2 separate regions of the Mus musculus genome follow, and region 2 is linked to region 1. A link is a contact called in public targeted proximity ligation data. All regions are on one chromosome and are shown on one strand. The core of a region is the stretch at or near the end of the contact, and the rest is flanking DNA. Distances in the headings are between cores, read along the strand shown.

The links.
Region 2: a targeted proximity ligation map of embryonic stem cells shows a contact between it and region 1, with 8 times the contacts expected there. A contact is called at or near these places in 6 of 39 promoter capture datasets (the 3T3-L1 cell line, embryonic stem cells, hippocampal neurons and 2 more), 2 of 484 Hi-C or Micro-C datasets (cortical neurons and embryonic stem cells) and 5 of 130 datasets of targeted methods (astrocytes, embryonic forebrain, embryonic stem cells and 1 more).

Annotation. Positions count from the first base shown.
Region 1 is chr19:23,271,666-23,275,570 of GRCm38.p6, reverse strand. Smc5 (structural maintenance of chromosomes 5) reads left to right here and starts at 1,674. Exons shown (of 25, transcript NM_001252684.1): 1 at 1,674-1,937. The coding sequence starts at 1,753. It overlaps Gm33950 (a long non-coding RNA gene), which reads right to left and starts at 1,663. Exons shown (of 2, transcript XR_386613.2): 1 at 1,566-1,663; 2 at 1,212-1,347.
Region 2 is chr19:23,954,933-23,958,837 of GRCm38.p6, reverse strand. No RefSeq gene overlaps it. Among named protein-coding and RNA genes, the nearest start is that of Gm34076, 39 kb to the right of the region's middle.

The DNA.
Region 1 (3,905 bases), core at 425-2,924:
ACACACACACACAGAGGCACACACACACATCAAGTACCCATAACAAGTTTATATGCTTTCTACAATGATTATGTTTTCTTTCATTTTAACTTTTACTGAGCAGATTCCATTTGTATGAGAGAAAGAAGCAGGGGCCTGCAAAAAGGAGTGTTGGTTCTAGTGGTCAAAAGAGGACTCTACTGCATGGGATTTCTAACTGGCCTCCCCAGGTCTCCTTTCAATGAGTTTTCCACACAGCAAGCAGAATGACTGAAAAGCTTTAATTAGATCACAGGCCTCTCCTACTTAAAACTATTTAATGGTTTATCTTTATTTCCCCATTACCCTAGTCTCTGGCCGGTTATTATTGGTTGGGTGAATGTTGCCTATGGGCTTCAGGGGCATAATCTTTGAAAGGGCTAATGAGATGAACATGGGCACAGGGAGGTAGAGCCATTCCTAAAGAAGCAGGGAATTTAAAGACCCTGAAAGGACCCCTATGGAAGATTTAAAGGAAGGATTGAAGAAAGCGAAGGGGATGGTAACCCCATAGGTAGACCAACAATATCAACTAACCTGAACCCCTAGGAGCTCCCAGAGAATAAGCCACCAACCAAAGAACATACATGGGCTGGTCCAAGGCCACCAGCACATATGTAGCAGAGAGCAGCCTTGTCTGGCCTTAGTGGAAGAGGATGTGCTTAGTCCTGCAGAGACTGGATGCCCCAGGGAGGGGGGATACCAAGGGAGAGGCACCCTCTCAGAGTCAAAGAGGAGGAGCGATGGGGGGGGGGGGGAAGAACTCTGGGGGGGGGAGAGAGACAACATTTGGGTTGTAAATAAGTGAAATGCTTAATTAAATAAAAGAAAGAAAGAAAAGAAAAAAGAAACCCTGAAGGGAGAGGCCATCTGGTGGCTGCACTGGAACTGGTGGCTGCACTAAGGAAGCAGAAGTAGTAAAAGTTCAAGACCAGCCTGGGCTCTCTAGTGAGTAGTAGTCCATCTAGAGCTATATAAAGAGTCTGTCTCAAATAAATAAATAAATGTATGTGCTGGGAGATAGCATGATGGCCCAGTGGTTAAGAGAACGGACTGCTATTCTAGAGGACCTGGGTTCCACTGTCTGTAACTCCGAGATCTGACACCCTCACACAGACATACATACATGCAGGCAAAACATCAATGCACATAAAATAAAAATAAATAAATTATACAATAAAAGGACTAGGAAGTGTGAGTGGGCAAGTAATTAATACACTCTTCACAATCTTGAGAGCATCAGATGGTTGTTAGTGCCATGCTTCCAACAACAGGCACAGTCAACAGGCATCTTTTCTTTGGAGTTCATTTGAGCACCAGGGAAGGAAACTGCAATGTAGAACATAAGACAGATGAAGCCTGGAGTTCTGGGAGGGACCGTTGCAAAGTAGTAACACACACACACACACACACACACACACACACACACACACACACACACACACACACACACACACGAGAAACACACAGAGACACACACAGAGACACACACAGAGACACATACACACACACACACACACACAGACACACACACACACACATCGCACCTCTGAGGCCACCGGGGAGCGTTGGTCGGGGCGTGGCCTCGGGTTTGCGGGGCGGAACCGCGCAAGCGCATCGGGGCCGCGGGGGCGGGGTCAGGCGGGGTCAGTTAGCGCGGGAGCCGGGCGCGGAGGCTCCTGGGCTGCGGCTCGCCGGGAACGGAAGCCGCTGCGGGACGCGGAGGAAGCCAGGATGGCGACTCCGAGCGGGAAGGCTGCTCCCCCCAACCCCCAGGTTTCCAAGCGGTCTCTCCCGAGAGATGCTTCCTCCGAGGTCCCGAGCAAGAGAAAGAACTCGAACCCGTTGCCGACGCTGCCGCGGCCGTCCGGGACCTTCGTCGAGGGCTCAATCGTCCGCATCGCCATGGAGAACTTCTTGTGAGTGGCGGCAGGCCGCGCTGGGCGGGAGCAAGCGGCCCGCAGGCCCGGGGCGGTGGGCTGTGCCCGGCGGTGGGGAACCTGTGCCAGGCTAACCCTGAGGCATTCCCTGCCTAGGCCACGAAGACTGGCCGTGTTGGCTGTAGTAGGCGTGTGGCCTGATGTTTTTATCCACCCAGTGGTTTTGGAAGGCGTCGGCTCTAGGCAGTAGATACGAAGGGGCCGGGTCTCTAGTTTGTTAATCTGCGAATCTCGATCTACCACGGACCTGTGCACTTCACAAAACTCGACAGTTACAGCAGAGTGGCAAATTTTAAAAAGTGTACACGATTTCCAGAATGGGCAGATGACATGGTAATGGTTGTTGATTGGAGATTAGAGTGTACCAAAGAAATTAAAAATCGTGTTCCCAGTTTTTGTACCTCCTTGCAGATTCTTGCCCCGTCCAATCCTCCTTTCTTCCTTGCCCCGACCCCAACTAGTTGAGTAGATTCTAAATGTTACCAGAAATATCATTATCTGTTTATCATCTTAGAGTTATCTTTTCGAGGTATTTTTTCTTAAATGTAGGCTTGCATAATTTATAGACCCTTAATAACAATACCATTTTTTTTTCAAGCAGTTGTGTATCAGGTGTTCGTTTGTTTTATTTACACATCGCTGCGTTTCTACCTGTCTTTGTTGATGACATAAACTCATGGCTATTGTTTTTTTGCCCCGGTCTGTATAGATTCTAATAGCAAAATTGCTAATTTGAATCCTGATCAGGAAAGGTAACTGTACTCAGCATGAGGTTATCTGCTGTAACTTATCTACCCAGGATTTCATGGGAGGCACAGACTGAAAAGGCTAAGTCCATCCCCAACCATCAGAGCTTTGTGAAGAAGATACTAAAGTAGAAAAGGAGGGAAGACGATTACCCAAAGAAGGAACTGCCTGAAAGCCAGTTTGTAATGTTTCGTGAGTGACCTTAGGTAGAATGTAAGAACATAGGTGAATAGAGGTTGGAAACGATTGTTCCGGCTTGTCTGTTACTATACTAAAGAACTCCAGCATCATCCTGCAGGCAGGCGGTCGGGAACCTGTGATTTTGAAAGGGTGCCAGATAGCAAGCAAGAATATTTAAAGTAAGAAAGCAAGAATGCAGAGCTGAAAGGGTTATTTGATAAGATCTGCCTATAGATTGTGAGGCCTGAGAGTGGAGGAGTGTGTCCTAGTTCTTCCCAAGTCTGGCTCTGGCTAACCAATCTGGTTATTCAAGAGAGAGTAGTGGGGGGGTGGAGTGGACGGAGAATAAATGATGAATGCAGTTGAGCGCCTCTGTCTTGAACTTTCCTGTGGGATAGCTAAGAGAGATGTATGCATGGAGTTTCTAAAGGCCTCGACGAGCTCAGAGAGAAAAGAATAAGTCACAGGCTTGGGAGTCCTGTGTATAGGTGGCTATTGATGTTACAGAAATCTTTGAAATTACAAAAAGGAAAATATAAATTGGAGGAATTAAAAAGTGTTTATTGAGGAACTGAAGGGGTCTGCAACCCTATAGGTGGAACAACAATATGAACTAACCAGTAACCCCCAGAGCTCGTGTCTCTAGCTGCATATGTAGCAGAAGATGGCCTAGTCAGCCATCATTGGGAAAAGAGGCCCCTTGGTATTGCAAACTTTATATGTCCCAGTATAGGGGAACACCAGGGCCAAGAAGTGGGAGTGAGTGGGTAGAGGATCAGGGCGGGGAAGGAAAGGGTATAGGGGACTTTCAGGATGGCATTTGAAATGTTAATGAAGAAAATATCTAATAAAAAATTGAAAAAAAAAGTCTTTATTGTAAGAATGAGAGAAGATGAGCGCAGAGATCTCCTGTACTGGAAGGTGAGCTGAGACTCACGGGGGACTCGTCAGAGAGGCTTAGTTAAAATAATCCTTGAAGTAACTGCTCCATTGAACTCGTAATGAGACCGAAGCCTCCTA
Region 2 (3,905 bases), core at 783-3,282, 680 kb before region 1:
TTGTGGTAGAAGATATGGAAACATAAAATGTTTACCACTTTAACCACTGGAAATTTAAAGTTGAGTGAAATACATTAAACATAATTTGCATTGCTGCATGTTGAACTTCATTCAGGACCTCCCATGGGCAAGATCAGTCTGCCGCTGAGCTGACTACCTGGCCCGAGCTGCTGTGTGTGCGTGTGCTTGTATGTGTTCCAGTGTTAAATGTATGGGTGGGCATGCACACATGGAGACGTGTGGAGGCCAGGGGTCGTATCAGCAAGTGTTCCCCTCAATTACTCTGCAGCTTATTTTTTGAGACAGGGCTCCTCAATGACCCTAGAGCTCATAGATTCAGCTAGACTGCTAGCCAACAAGCCCGAGGGATCCTCTCTCTTCACATCCCCAATGCTGGAAATAGACTTTTTACCTAGTGCCAGGGACAGAACCCAGGTCCATTATGCTTATGTGGCAAGCACCTTATTGGCTAAGTCTTCTCCCTCAGCCACCTTAGTTGTTTTTAAGTGAGAGGTTTAGTAACCAATGTAAAATACACAATTAACCCTCAGGGCTCACACAGTCTGCAGAGTCTTTAAAGAAGGGATCACTTCGTATCAGGGGACCGAAACCCTAGGAGTGCATTTGCATTCAACATTGGAGGAAGGTTATGTTTTCTGCGTGCCTTAACGTCTTGTTCATTAACAAAATTAACCAACCACTTTGCTTCCTATAGGTGATGTGTTTATAAAAAAAAGATAAAGAGAAGGGGGATTTGTTCTATGGGGGGGTGGTGGTGAGGTATGGGGCAAGCAGGGTGTCTCAACGGGCTCATGCCAAGGCATCCCTTCCCCCTGGGGGACCAGTCACAGGACAGTAGAGTATAGTATAGAATAGAGTTTATTCAGGGCGTGGGAAGGAGAGTTAAGAGGGCAGCAGAGGCAGAGAGCAAGAGTAGAGGAGTAGAGGGCCCCCATGAGCACGTGGAGAGAGGGGGGAGGGGGAGGGGACAGAGGAGGGAGCAAGAAGGCAAGAGACAAAGAGGGCAAGAGACCAAGAGAGGGAGGAGTGGGGCAAGCAGCCCCTTTGATAGTGGGTCAGGCCCACTTGACTGTTGCCAGGTAACTGTGGGGAGGCGCATACCTGGCTATTGCCAGTTAACTGTGGGGTGGAGTTTAGACAGAATGCTAATAATAGGTCCTCCTGCGCTAACAGTTTTTTGACGTCCCTTTCAGCTGCAAACATTGTTAGTACTAGACACACAGGCCTCACAAGATGAACGCGCTCAATGAGGTCAAGTGACCGAAGAGCAGATAAAGTAGGACTTTTAGAAGAGTAAACCTGGACACTATGCCCCTCCTTAGATTTGGGAACAAAACACCCATGGAAGGAGTTACAGAGACGGAGTTTGGAGCTGAGATGAAAGGATGGACCATGTAGAGACTGCCATAGCCAGGGATCCACCCCATAATCAGCATCCAAACGCTGACACCATTGCATACACTAGCAAGATTTTATTGAAAGGACGCAGATGTAGCTGTCTCTTGTGAGACTATGCCGGGGCCCAGCAAACACAGAAGTGGATGCTCACAGTCAGCTAATGGATGGATCATAGGGCTCCCAATGGAGGAGCTAGAGAAAGTAGCCAAGGAGCTAAAGGGATCTGCAACCCTATAGGTGGAACAACATTATGAGCTAACCAGTACCCCGGAGCTCTTGACTCTAGCTGCATATATATCAAAAGATGGCCTAGTCGGCCATCACTGGAAAGAGAGGCCCATTGGACTTGCAAACTTTATATGCCCCAGTACAGGGGAATACCAGGGCCAAAAAGGGGGAGTGGGTGGGCAGGGGAGTGGGGGTGGGTGGATATGGGGGACTTTTGGTATAGCATTGGAAATGTAAATGAGTTAAATACCTAATAAAAAATGGAAAAAAAAAAAAAAAAAGAGTAAACCTAGCGATTCTGCAAGCCTCGCGGTGGCTTGGGGGCAGTGCTGGGTGAAGGGGTGGAGCTTCCCAGGGGCGGGACTTGATGCGGGGCGGGGCTTGCCCAACTAAAGCTAGCGGCTCAGAACAGGCTCATTCAGGTTCCCTCTGGTGAGCCTCCAGTTGTGGAGCCTTGTCTTTTGAGCAAATACAGAGATCAGGAAGGTAGCTCCTGCTTCTCTCCCTGTCGGGTAAGGAAACCGAAGTATCTCCTTTGTCTTTAAGACCCCACTAAAGAACGTGGTGCTACCCAGCTTAGGTGGCCCCTTTCCCTAGCGATGAGGGTGAGTGTTGTGGAGGATAGCTCAGCTGGCAGCGAGGAAGAGAGAGGGCCAATGCGAGGCTGGGCCTCTTGGTGAGGAGGGTGCAGCCCGGGCCATGGAGATTCTCTTTGTAGGATTAGCCTGCCAGGGCCTCTGTGTGTGTGTGTGTGTGTGTGTGTGTGTGTGTGTGTGTGTATCTCATGCAACTCCGGTCAATAGCATAGGTAGGCCAGGTGAGCCAGGAAGAGTGGTCTGTGACCTTTACAAGAGAACGAACTTGTGTCATCTCACACGAGGGAGAGAGGGGGATGAGGGGGGAAAGAAGACTAGCAGGAAGCAGATTCCTGTTGTAGCTCTCATCCTTATCTCAGTTCTCAGACGGAGGAGCGCCTGTGTTGTTTCTTCAGAGGTGACTGGGTAGAGTGTTTTTAACACTGGTGACGGGCAGGGGGAGGATCCAGCATAGGCAGGGCCACTGGGGCAGTAACTGATTTCTTAAACCTTAGGGTCTTGGGCTATAAAGGAGAAGCGGCCTTTGCCTCCTGCAGGTGTTGTAGAGATTAAACTATCTATAGCACTTTGATAGGGATCTGGCCCAGATGCCTTGGCCTAGAACCAGCTGAGACTCATCGTTTGTACGTGTTAAATCTATCTCTCCACTCGACCTAGCAGGCTGCGATGGGGCACTCTGCTCTATGTGATGGGAGAAGAGGCTCTGCCAGGGTTTAGATTTAGTCGACCCCCAAAGTGGAAGTAAGGAAGCTTTGGGCTGGTATTGCGGGCCTCCGGTATGGCTGGGTGGAGGAGGAGACTAAAGAGCCACAGCGGAGTGAAGGTGATCTGGCCAGGGCACACCTACCTCCAGGAGGGGACAGTCTTGGAGGAATGCGATTGGCTGTTGAGTTACTTCCTTCTAGAGCAGGTGGTTAAAAAGCGAGGACACCCATGGGCTTGGCCGCTTCTGCAGGCCACTGGCTCGCTTTCTGCTTTTCCACAGGGGCCTCTGGACAGGACAGTGGTATGAGGCTGCTCGGATCTTCTAGAATTGTGAGTCAAGTGATTTTCTTTTGAAGTGATTGTCCATCTTTGTTCTCATAATTTAAAAAATGACATTAATATATTATTATTATTATTATTATTATTATTATTATTATTATTAACTGAAATTCTCAGAAAAAAAGACTCTACCAGGCTGACTGACTGATTACAACTTTGTGTTTGTGGAGAGCTGAGATGTTAACAGAGCCCAGATCAAACTATGTTGGGGTTCTTTTTAGCTTTCCTTACTAGCAATCTATGGCACCCATCTCTGTGTCTGGCCTAGATCCTTGGGACTGTCCCATGAACCCTTTTAGGATTTAACACATCACCGCTTTCTACCAATGCTAAGGAACGCGTCAGATTCCGCCCATGCATTTGAAAAGTGCGTGGATCTATAGTTCTCATTTGTTCTATAATTATGAAGACTCCATGAAACTGTTACCACATTGATCCTGGCATTTGATAGCTGCATTCCTAGGTTATGATAGCTCACATCTGGTTCTAAAGCAGTGATTCTCAACTTTCCTAAGGCTGTGACCCTTTAATAAACATAAAATTATCTTTATTGCTACCTCATAACTGTAATTTTGCAACTGTTGTGAATATAAATATGTAAATATGTAAAAATAATAA